3 separate regions of the Mus musculus genome follow, and all the other regions are linked to region 3. Evidence: chromatin contacts called from public Micro-C data. All regions are on one chromosome and are shown on one strand. The core of a region is the stretch at or near the end of the contact, and the rest is flanking DNA. Distances in the headings are between cores, read along the strand shown. Region 1 holds the start of 2610206C17Rik (RIKEN cDNA 2610206C17 gene). Region 2 holds the start of Abhd17c (abhydrolase domain containing 17C). Region 3 holds the start of Arnt2 (aryl hydrocarbon receptor nuclear translocator 2).

What was found. Hi-C and Micro-C count contacts between places; a contact is called where the count stands out from the background.
Region 1: a Micro-C map of embryonic stem cells shows a contact between it and region 3, with 4 times the contacts expected there. The contact joins the promoter of 2610206C17Rik here to the promoter of Arnt2 in region 3. A contact is called at or near these places in 3 of 39 promoter capture datasets (cranial neural crest, frontonasal cranial neural crest and maxillary cranial neural crest), 2 of 484 Hi-C or Micro-C datasets (both in embryonic stem cells) and 1 of 115 datasets of contacts at active chromatin or transcription factors (astrocytes).
Region 2: a contact with region 3 is called in a Micro-C map of embryonic stem cells, with 4 times the contacts expected there. The contact joins the promoter of Abhd17c here to the promoter of Arnt2 in region 3. A contact is called at or near these places in 2 of 39 promoter capture datasets (both in embryonic stem cells) and 2 of 484 Hi-C or Micro-C datasets (both in embryonic stem cells).

What each region holds. Positions count from the first base shown.
Region 1 is chr7:84,688,366-84,691,725 of GRCm38.p6, reverse strand. 2610206C17Rik (RIKEN cDNA 2610206C17 gene) reads right to left here and starts at 2,086. Exons shown (of 5, transcript NR_038175.1): 1 at 1,912-2,086. It overlaps Zfand6 (zinc finger, AN1-type domain 6), which reads left to right and starts at 1,769. Exons shown (of 7, transcript NM_001360578.1): 1 at 1,769-1,980.
Region 2 is chr7:84,150,355-84,154,051 of GRCm38.p6, reverse strand. It overlaps Abhd17c (abhydrolase domain containing 17C), which reads left to right and starts at 2,159. Exons shown (of 3, transcript NM_133722.2): 1 at 2,159-2,770. The coding sequence starts at 2,208. It overlaps LOC117997403 (a long non-coding RNA gene), which reads right to left and starts at 1,912. Exons shown (of 3, transcript NR_169136.1): 1 at 1,681-1,912; 2 at 1,368-1,506. It overlaps Gm39044 (a long non-coding RNA gene), which reads left to right. Exons shown (of 3, transcript XR_869770.2): 3 at 24-366.
Region 3 is chr7:84,408,253-84,411,893 of GRCm38.p6, reverse strand. It overlaps Arnt2 (aryl hydrocarbon receptor nuclear translocator 2), which reads left to right and starts at 1,856. Exons shown (of 19, transcript NM_007488.3): 1 at 1,856-2,039. The coding sequence starts at 2,009.

The sequences.
Region 1 (3,360 bases), core at 837-3,336, 280 kb before region 3:
GTTACTAAATAAAATAACTACTCGCTTTGACCTTTTAGGCCTGCCATAATTGAACCTCAAACCGTTCCCAGTCTATCTATAGCCTTGTCTCCCCTATTACAGATCATCTTCTTGGGCAAAATCCTCTCGATGTTTTAGCCCATGTTTCTAAGTGTGTGTGTGTGTGTGTGTGTGTGTTGTTGTTGTTGTTGTTGTTGTTGTTTTGGTTTTGGTTTTGTACATAGCCTTGCCTGTCTGGAAACTCACTATGTAGATCAGATGGGCCTTGAACTCACAGAGATCAACCTGCCTCTGCCTCCCTAGTATTGAGTTTAAAGGTGTGAGTCTCCACACCTGGCTTTAAAGATTTATTTTCAAGTGTATGAGTGTTTTGACAGTTGTGAGCCACCACGCAGATGCTGGGAACCCAACCTAAGACCACTACAAGAGCAGTAAGTGCTCTTAACTGCTGAATCATTACTCCAACCTTAAATATAAATTTTGAATGGGTTGAATGTGCCTCAAAAACACCCTTAGGCCCTGGGTAGGGACCTTCTGTTCTGCTCTGGTTTCGAACAGCAGGCTTAGCTTTATTTTATTTGGCCCTGGGTTTCACTACTTAGCTCTGGTCACCCTGGAACTTGCTATATCCACCAGGCTGACCTAGTACTCACAGAGGTATATTTTTCTTTGCCTCTCCATGCTGAAAGTATAAAGGCCTGGGCCACGGTGGCTGGCCAGGCTTAGCTTTGGTGATTTATTTTAGAATATCCTGCCCCAGAAACTTGTCTGTCACCTCACAAGAGCATTGTGTGTTTCTCCCAAGCCCTCTTCAGGAACACTTCCTTTCGTTTTCCATGAAGTCATAAGAATTTTTCAAATGCCACCTTTTCTTCAAAGAATTCTACCTGACCTCCACCATGTCCTCTATTCTGTCTCCTCCTTATTCTACAGGATTACAGAAAGCAGCCCAAACCACACATGGTTAGCCGTATCTCAACCTTGTGACCATGAGCCCCTATTACTGTAAAAATAGGGCAGAAATTTCAGGGAAATAGGTAAAGAGAGCACAGTGACAAAGATAAACATTGTAAAACACCAAAAGGCACAACCCCAAGACTAACAAAATAACATAATTTCAAATAAAGACAGGACTCTAGGCAATCCTGTTTGGGCTGGGGAAATCTCAGGAGAGCTGTCCCCCACTTCTCCCGCACAACCTGTGCAGGGCTGCTGGACTAGAATCTACCGCTTCCGCGAGAAGGTCCAGGGGGCTTCCCGAGTCCAGGCGTGTAGGTGTGTATTACACAAGCGAGCACACACGCCTCAGGTCTCGCTCTCTGTAAATCGTGGTTCAGGACAGGGCAGAGTTCAGACCTGGCACTTTGGGCTGGCCCTCCTGGTCTTCTAGGGGCCTGGGCAACAGAATCTCAATCTATGTCGTCTCTCAAACTACGCAGGTGGAACACCAGCTCTAGACAAGGGTAGTCTATCCCTGGGAGGATGCAGAGCCCGGAGCTACGTCATCAGACACCCCATCCCCTCGCCGTCCCCCAAGTCTGCACCAGAGCCCTCTTGCTCCTGAGGCAACATCAAAAAGCTAACCTAGCCCGCTGACCTGGCCGAGGCAGGGGCGTGGCCGAGAGAAAAGCAGCGCCTCTGTGCCACGCCCCTCAAATGCCTTGACCAATAATAGCACTCTCCGAGATCCGGCCCCGCCCCCACGCCGCCTCCGGCCCGCGGCCCCGCCCGGGCCGGTCATAATTAGGCAGCGGGCTGGGACTGCCGCGTCAGCGCGCGTTGAGAGCCAATCGCGGGCGCTCCCTTGAGGCCGCGTCACAGGCCGAGCAGCCAAACAGAAAAGTTTAATAAACAGCGGACGGAGGGCCGGCGGCGGCGGGCCGGGAGCGAGTGGGGGTTTGGCGGCCTCACCTGTCCTCACTCTCAGCGGCGGCGAGAGGCGGCGGCGGCAGCGCGTCCGGCGGAGAGGGCCGCCGCCAGGTGAGGAGTGCGGGCAGCGGTGGGCGCAGCCTCCGGGCGGCCTGGGAGCCGGAAGCGGCGGGCGGCGCAGCAGGTGGCCTCGCAGTGGCGAGCGGAGGGCGCGGTCCCGGTGGGGCGCGGTCCCGGGCTCCCCGGGCGCGCGCTGAGCTCGGGGTCGGGGTGGGCGCGCCTGGGGCCAGTCCGGAGCAGCTGCCGCACGCCGGGCAGCGTCCTCACGTCCCTTTGGTAGGCTGAGGCTAGAGAAGGCTCAGAGGGAGTCTCCGGGATTCCAAGCTCTCTGCTCCTCTGAGAGCGTTTTCAAGTTTCTCACTGTTGGATGCGTAAACAAGCTACACGGAGTGTGGCGTCTGAAGTCAATCTAACTCTATCAGAACTCAGTGATTTGCCATCATCATCCAGAATTGTCAGGCGTTTGTGGGAACTGGGGCCTTGGGGTCACCTCCAAGCCGTGCATGCTAACTAGCTTGGTAGTCAGCACCTAGTGGTTCCGAAAACCGAAATTAAACGTCACTTTCAAACTATATTCGAAATTTATCCTTTTCCTAATTAAAATGCCACGTAGGCTTTTGAGATTATTTATGAAGTATTTTATGGCAATTGCTGTTTTATGTATTATTTCCAGGCCTGCGGGGACAATTTTTTGGTAAACCATGAACATTTAAATGGAGAAAAGACATTGTCTTAATTTTTCCTTTTTCCTTTTTTTTTTTTTTTTTTTAACATTTAAAAAACACGTAAGCCGGGCGTGGTGGCGCACGCCTTTAATCCCAGCACTTGGGAGGCAGAGGCAGGCGGATTCCAGCCTGTTCTACACAGTGAGTTCCAGGACAGCCAGGGCTACACAGAGAAACCCTGTCTCGGGGTGGGGGTGGGGTGGGGCGGGGAGACAAACATGTAAGAGGGGTAATAGGCACAGATAGGAAAATTTCAGGCTTGATTGCTGTTTTGACTGCAGCCATACTTTCCTGTGTTAATGTCAAAACTCACAATATGAGTTATATCACAAAGTTTTTAAAGTAATGGTCAGTCCTGGGAGAATACACAACACAATGTACTATAAAGAGAGAAAACATAAACTTTCAGACTCCTCACTCCAGAGCCAGAACTAGAACATTACTCAAACTTGTATGTGTTCACGAGTTTCTTATCTGGCCTAACCCAGTTTACTGTTTCTTACTGAGGTAAATAAACATTCTAGACTCGGTGGATTTGCTCATTCTCTAGCCTTTTAAAAATTAGTTTTGTCACACACTAATCTCTTCAAACAGTGTCACTTTAGGTTCCTTGCCCTTTGAACTTTGGACAGATAGTGTATGGTTGTGGTTCATCCATTTCATTGTTTCTTAATGCTGTGTTCCTCCCTTCACCCCAGTGTTTCGA
Region 2 (3,697 bases), core at 910-3,409, 260 kb after region 3:
GCCAACTTTAAATTTCCCAACAGGACTGCCACCAGAACATCTGGAATATGATTGCTATCCTCCCTATTGGCAGCACAAAGATGTGGACTTAGGCATCATTAGCTGTCTGCTCATGAACTGCATGCTATTGCATTCTGTCAGGTGGGAGGAACGGTGCTGGAGGAAGACTGACTGAGACGAGAGTAGATGCTTCTCACTTCAGTTCGGTACTCAGCGTCCTCTATTTTCACTCTGCACTAAAGTGAAATGTACTAGCTTATGTTCCTCACAGAAATACCACCAAGTGGGGACCCGAGACCATTGCCTAAGGCTACCTATGCCCACCCCCAAAACACATGTAATAATAATAATAATAATATTTAAATGTTCACAAATAGCTGATTTGATTGTTTGCTTATTTAATTGAGACATGGTCTCATTGCCCAGTTTGGCATCAGCTCACTATAAAGTTGGGAATGACCTTGAACTTCTGATCCCCGCCACCATTTTTGAGTTGGTGGCTTGTTTAATTCACATGCAAAACTGTTTTCGGTCTTCTTAGAGTGTCTTGACTGACTATGGCAGAGATGGTCCTATCTTTTGCAGTTCTGGCGACTGACCCAGTAGGTATTGCTTGAAAAACACGACACACGTTGACTTAATACGGGAAACAAGCAGGCAAAATATTAACATGAAACAACTCCCAGAGTCTTTGGGAAAAACTTGGGGTCAGTCACTAAAGCCTGGCTAGGGAAGAGCAGCTTTGCCCATCTAACTTTAAAACAGACTTGGAGAGGCGTTGTGGGCAGGCTTTTGGGGATTCAGTGAAGATACGGCCTTTGAAAACTCAGTCCACAAGGTTACTACTTAAAGTGGTACTGGTAAATCAATTTATATTAGGATGCTCAAAATTCTTTTTGTTTAAAAAATGTTGTAATCCTTCTTGGGACATTTATGAGGTCTGGAATGGTGACTGCCCACTGGGGCTCTGGTTGTATTCATTGCAGGTAGCCTAAAATGACCTCCTACCCCTGAAAGGAAAGCCTGGTGCCAAAGTCCAGAGGAGAGGCTCTGCCAACCGGACACCAGGGTTCACACGGTTTCAGAAGCCCTGAGAGTTATATTTGGAAAATCACTTAAAGCCTATAGCCAAGACAATAGTGGATTAAAATCGTTGTAACATGTCTTTCATGATTAAAAAGTCTGGCGCCAAAACAGTTCTAGAGAAACTAACATCAAAAAGGACAGATATGGAGTATCCAGTTGGCACCACAGGGGATGATGTAAGGGATGGGGGTGAGAGAGGACCGTGTTGACACCATTTGTTGTAAAACCAACAGGCTCTGCTGTAATTGTTATTACAGAAAGACCTGCGTAGCTGTACATACCCAACAGCCGCCTGCAACACGGGAACACGTACGAGATGGACCAGAGCATTTATGGTAGTGGCTGTTCAAGAAGTCTTGAATCTCAGCAAGTGGTGGTAGAGGCTAGAAGCATGTGAGTTCTAAACCAGTGTAGGCTAAACTGTCTCAAACAACCAAAAGAGAAAAAAATAGCATTGATTAGAGGAAAGCAAGGCATTTTTAATGTACTCAATTCTCTTTCTCAATAATTATCTTTTACATAAATTCCCAATAACTCCACCAGGACAGAAAGCTGGTTTTGGAGAACTGAATCCTAAAGTATCTGCACACCTACCTTTTCAATCCAGGATTGTCCCAACCGCTCTAATCTCTTCAGACCCCCGCCCCAATCGCGCTAAGCCCCGCCCCAGACTCCAGAGCCTCGCTTCGGACCGGGGAGTTTGTTCTAACGAGTAGCCCCGCCCAGATGCGCTAACTCCCGCCCAAGAGGCGGGAGCCCCGCCCAGCCCGGGGAGTCCTGCTTCAGACTGGGGCGTCCGTTCCGATGGGTAGCCCCGCCCGCCTGTGGGGGCGCGCGGCGCGGTAACCCGGAAGTGGCAGTAGCGTGCGGGGGCGGGGCGGCGCGCTGGAGCGGGCCATGGCCGCCGCCGCCGCGGGCTTTGTGTGCCGCGCGCGAGCCCCGGCCGTCCGCACCTCGCCGGGGCTGCGGGGCTGCCGCTGACCCGCCCCGCTCGCCGCGCCGCGCCCGCCTGGCCCCGCCCCTGGCCTCTCCGCCTTCTCGGCCGGCCTCCAGTTCTCGGCGCTCTCCCTCTGCGCTCCCTGCGCTTCCCTCCCGCCCGCGGCGGGCGCCAGGCCGCCCCGATGCCCGAGCCCGGCCCCAGGATGAACGGCTTCTCGCTCGGCGAGCTGTGCTGGCTCTTCTGCTGCCCTCCTTGTCCGAGCCGCATCGCCGCCAAGCTGGCCTTCCTGCCGCCCGAACCCACCTACACGGTGCTGGCGCCCGAGCAGCGCGCGCCCGCTCCCGCGGCGACCCCCGCGCCCGCCCCGGCGGCGCAGCCCGCTCCGGCCGAGGAGGGTGCGGGCCCCGGCGCGTGCAGCCTGCACCTGAGCGAGCGCGCCGACTGGCAGTACTCGCAGCGCGAACTGGACGCCGTCGAGGTCTTCTTCTCGCGCACGGCCCGCGACAACCGGCTGGGCTGCATGTTCGTGCGCTGCGCGCCCTCCAGCCGCTACACGCTGCTCTTCTCGCACGGCAACGCCGTGGACTTGGGCCAGATGTGTAGCTTCTACATCGGCCTGGGCTCGCGCATCAACTGCAACATCTTCTCTTACGACTACTCGGGCTATGGTGTGAGCTCCGGCAAGCCCTCCGAAAAGAATCTCTACGCTGACATCGACGCCGCGTGGCAGGCACTGCGCACCCGGTGAGCCCCGAGCCACGGTTGGGGTGCGGGCTTGTGCTCCCGGATTGTTGCATTCGCTCGAGATTGCAACAGCCCTCGGGGATGGAGAGCTCAGACTTAAAGGGTCCTGCCTGCTTTTCACTGGCCCGCGCGGCCTGGAGTCTTTGTGGCTCCGGTTAAACGCACGTGGCCGCTGTGGGGGATGCCAATGTACCGGCCAAACCAACTTGGTTGGGCTTGAGTTGTGTCTTGAGCTACGCGCAGACCCCGAAGGTCTGGTAGAAGTGACCTTGGGGTTTTCAGAGCCCTTGACAGCTGGGGAGAGACGATGACCTCTAAAAGACTTTCCAAGTAGAAAGTGTCCCTGGGGCGATGCCTGTGCAGCCCTTAAGGCTGGGTCGGGTCGGGTGTGGGGAGGACTTTGCCTCCTGGTCCCGCAGAGTATGTGGCACTGGGAGATCAGGAAGTTAGCTGAAGAACCTTCCCTAAACACCACCAGTAGCGCAGAGTGTTATAGGCGTGAGGAAATCTCTTGACCTTGAGTTAGCGTTCATAAAACTGGAAAGTATTTATTCAGGGTCTTTTATATGCTAAGCACAAATTGTTATATTCTGAGGACAGACCAGGTTGGGGGGGGGGGGAACTAACTTAAGTTTTACTCTGAACTTAGACATTTGGTTTGCGGGAAAGTCAAGTGACCTGACCAGTTTTGGTGCTTGTGACCTTCCCATGCAATCCCCATAGCACAGGTGGCAACCGTACCTGAGGTCCTGTGTGTAATGAGCTTGGATTTCGTTAGAGGAATAAGTCCCCAGAATGACAGTAGGCACTGTTCTTTTTAGAGACCTTTGTATCGTTTTTATGAAACGTCTATTTGCTAAGCTAAGTACATGGCCAGTAATAATGACTTTATTTCCATATGTGTTGCACATATGTTCATAAGTTATC
Region 3 (3,641 bases), core at 607-3,106:
TGTTTGAGGAACCAGTGAGCCACATGTTATGGCTAAATTGGTTACTAGACTGCTATGTATCTGTTAAGGAAGGAAACCTGATTGCTTTTGAGGTGTGTGGAAAGTTAGAGGAAAAGGAGAACTCAGCAGTGATGCTGTGTACTGTGCACATGGGCCAGAGCTACATGGACAGAACCAAGAAAAGACTCCACTAGATAGATATACCTGGATGGCGAGTCTGATGGGACAGAGAATGGCTGTATTTCCTCCCCTTGAGAAACTTCAGAGATTGGGTGTGGTGCTGCACACTTGTATCCAAGCACTCAGGAAGCAAAGGCAGGAGAATCTTACAAGTTCAAGGCTGGCCTAACCTATGTAATGAGATCCTCCATCTCAAACAAGAATATATGTGTGTATATGTGTAATGGATGCTTGAGAGTGTTGTATTTGGGGGACTATAGAAGAGAGACCGAGTCTCACTTGGTTTGTGGCTGGACATCAGGACCCTTCTACTTAGACACCTGCTGAGTTTCAAATTCCAACCTACATCTCTCCTCATTTCTGTCTGGGCCTCCCCTCCCCACCCACCCGCCACCCCTGCCCCTTAAGTAAATGCACAGTGTGTATTTTTTCCTTTGAAATGTCTTCCCTGTATTCTAGTCATTTCTTCAAAGGTGACTTTCAATGTCATCTTCTTTCTGTCCCTTTTGCTCAGCAGTGACCACATTTCAGGGGCTCTGTTTAAGCTTCAAAGAGCGGCTGCCCCAACTCAGGTGGTCTCTTGTGTCCTTCCTTCCAGCTCTCTCCTATCCAGGAAGCCCTGCAGCCCTGAAGGAGGTCAATCCTGTATGCTCAACACCCAGGTCTGTGCCGGGAATTCAGAATTTTCAGTGTTTGTCCAATTGATTTATTATTAGGGCAGTAGAGACAAACGCTTTTCCAAAGACAATGATGGTTTAAAAACATACTCCAATCATCATTTCCCTATCCTATTTCATGCATGCTTCTTTGGAAATAGTGTGGTATTTTTTGCAGATGTTATCAGTGTTAGAAGGCACAGTGCCTTTAATTCTGGCCTGGGGTGTGACCAGCCTTCCAATCTCACCTAATCAGGGCATCTACTGTGGAATATCACCTCCAGGAATCCCAGTGGCTGCCTGGAAAAACCACTCTTCAAGTATCCCGTGCTCTTATTTTACCAGCATACGCAGATGAAACCATTAGAAATCTTCTTAAAACCTCAGTATGGAGGTGTGAATAAGGCCCTCGAGAGGACTCTAATAAATGCTGACAGTGGCCATGTCCTCAAGAAGGCAGAGCTAGACACTGTCCTCAAAACCTCCCTGGCTTCTCTCCATTCCTGAGCCAAACTCTGTGCTGGAGCTGTGTGCCAGTGCCTTGGAGGGACGGTGGCCTTGGGCATTTCTGGGTGCCTCCCCTTAGGCCCTCTTCTGCAGCCCTAGCCAGGGTGCCCGGGAGCTCAGTGGCGCGGCCCTGGCATGCTAAGTGGTTGCACTGGGACGCCTTTGTTTCTTAGGCCGGTTGTCCTCTGCATCCAAATGGGTCCTTTGCTCACCCGCTCCTCCGCGAGGGGACAGCGCCTCTCGGCGATGTGTCCCTGATACCTGGGGACCCTACTAGGGCGGATAGGGAGTGCGCCGAGGCCTCTAACCTGGGCACCTGCGCGGACCCGAGGAGGGTCCCGCTGCCCGCTGCCCGCTGCCCCAAGTCTCGCGGTGCTACGGCTCGGACCCGGGAGCCGCGGGCCCGGCACCCCAGCCGCACCACAAAGGCTGAACCCGGAGGAGGCCCGGGAAAGGAGGAGCGCGGGTGCGCGCAGAGGAACGGGGAGCGCGCGGGGCGCGGGGAGCAGCGCGGGCAGGAGCGCGGGGCGCTCTGAGAGCGCGGGAGCGCGGGGAGCACCGCCCGCACCTTCCTTTGTGTGGCGCGGCCGCGGCGGCGCTGGCCCGCGCCGGGTCCCCGTCCCCGCCCCCGCCCCCGCCCGGCGCTCCGGTCCCTTCCCGGCAAGATGGCAACCCCGGCCGCCGTCAACCCTCCGGGTGAGTAGCGGCCCAGCCTCTGGCCGAGCCTGAGACGCGCAGCCCCGGGGTGGGGAGTGGCCGCTGCCCGGCAGCATCAGCACCGGCCGTGGCATCCTCGTTCTCGAATGGTGCTCAACCTGGTCCTGACGGCGCCCGCCGCTGCTGCGTGTAACTAGATGCTCGCCCGCGGGCTCCAGAGCCACAGGGGCCAGCGGATGCCAGGTGTCGCGCTGAGCGAGAGAAAAGTTTGAAGCGGGGATTCAACAGGGCAGAACTCCTGGGACTCTTTCGCCTATCGGCCCCGCCTCCCCCACGCTGGTCTTTGGCGGGGTTTACACCTGGCCAGTGTATATGTCCCAGTCCTTTCTGGACAGGAAAAGCCTAACTGGTAATAATGGCCTTCAGCAGCCCTATCCCTCTCCGATTGTCTGATGTCGCTGAAGGTACAGCCTGTGACCCTTGGACTTATGCCGTCAGATTAGAAAAAAAATGGAAGGAGTTCAGGAATGAGTGGGAGTGTTAGGCTCCTGTTGAAATGTGGCGGGGGAGCCCTATTGTCATTGGCAAAGTTCCCTGTCTATCATGCAAGGCTGAGAGGATAGACATGTGACTGCCTTCCCGCTCCCAAGTTTTAGGTTTTGTGTTGTATGCTTTGGTTCTGGAGAATCATAGGTCCCTGTAGATTGAGGCAGGGACGGTCAAATAGCTTAGACCCCGGGAAAGCTCAGTGGAAGAGGTCTTGTGTTGGGTGTGGCCCCAGATCAGGTGGAGTGAACTACCAGAGTGCTTATGAAAGAAGAATGTCTTCAGAGTAAGTTATGAGTGGAAGATCCCCTTTGTCCATGTTGGTCGGGGAAGGTTGAGGGGACTCTGGACACTTTAGCCTGAACTTGTAGAAGATACAGTTTGAAAACGCAGACACACAGACTGAGAGGCATTACAGGCATAAGTCATGAAGTCATGATGGCCATGCTCTAAGCATACACTGGAAGCCAGTGAGTAAGGTGTGAGAGGAAACAGAGGGACCTGACATTGAGTTGCATGGATGTGGCTAGGTCCAAAGGGCCATGGAAGACATGGACTGTGGCTTCCTCTTCCTACATCAAAAGAGAGTTTTAAGTAGTACTGAACGGAGGAGCCACATGATCACTGCTTTCCTGTAAGGTTGATTTGTCAGCTGTGGTGAGGTGATACAGAAGATAGGAAGACGAGAAGCAGGAACTGCGTGGAGAAGAGGCAGGTGCTGCAGGTCAGACTTAGCTGTAGTGGCCTGAACAGAGGAGAAGGAAAATACCAGGAGGCAGACAAAGTATGAGATCTGGCCTTCATTAGATTTGAGGTAAAGGCAATTGAGGAAAGCCAGAATAGACAGAGGCAAGTGCCTGTGGGGACAAGGAGGTGATGAACCTTTCTAATTCCCGTCAAGGAGGCTCACTAACTGAAACAGGCAGTCCTAGAAGAGGCGACATGGAGTCTCTGTCTGGAACACTGAGTGGGTAGATAGCTGGCTTGGAAACACGGCTGTGTCATTTTTGTGTTTTTTTTTTTAAACCACTGAAGCACTTTCAACCTATTCTGATACTTAGAAATCAATAGAAAATTAATACCTTAAACTGTAAT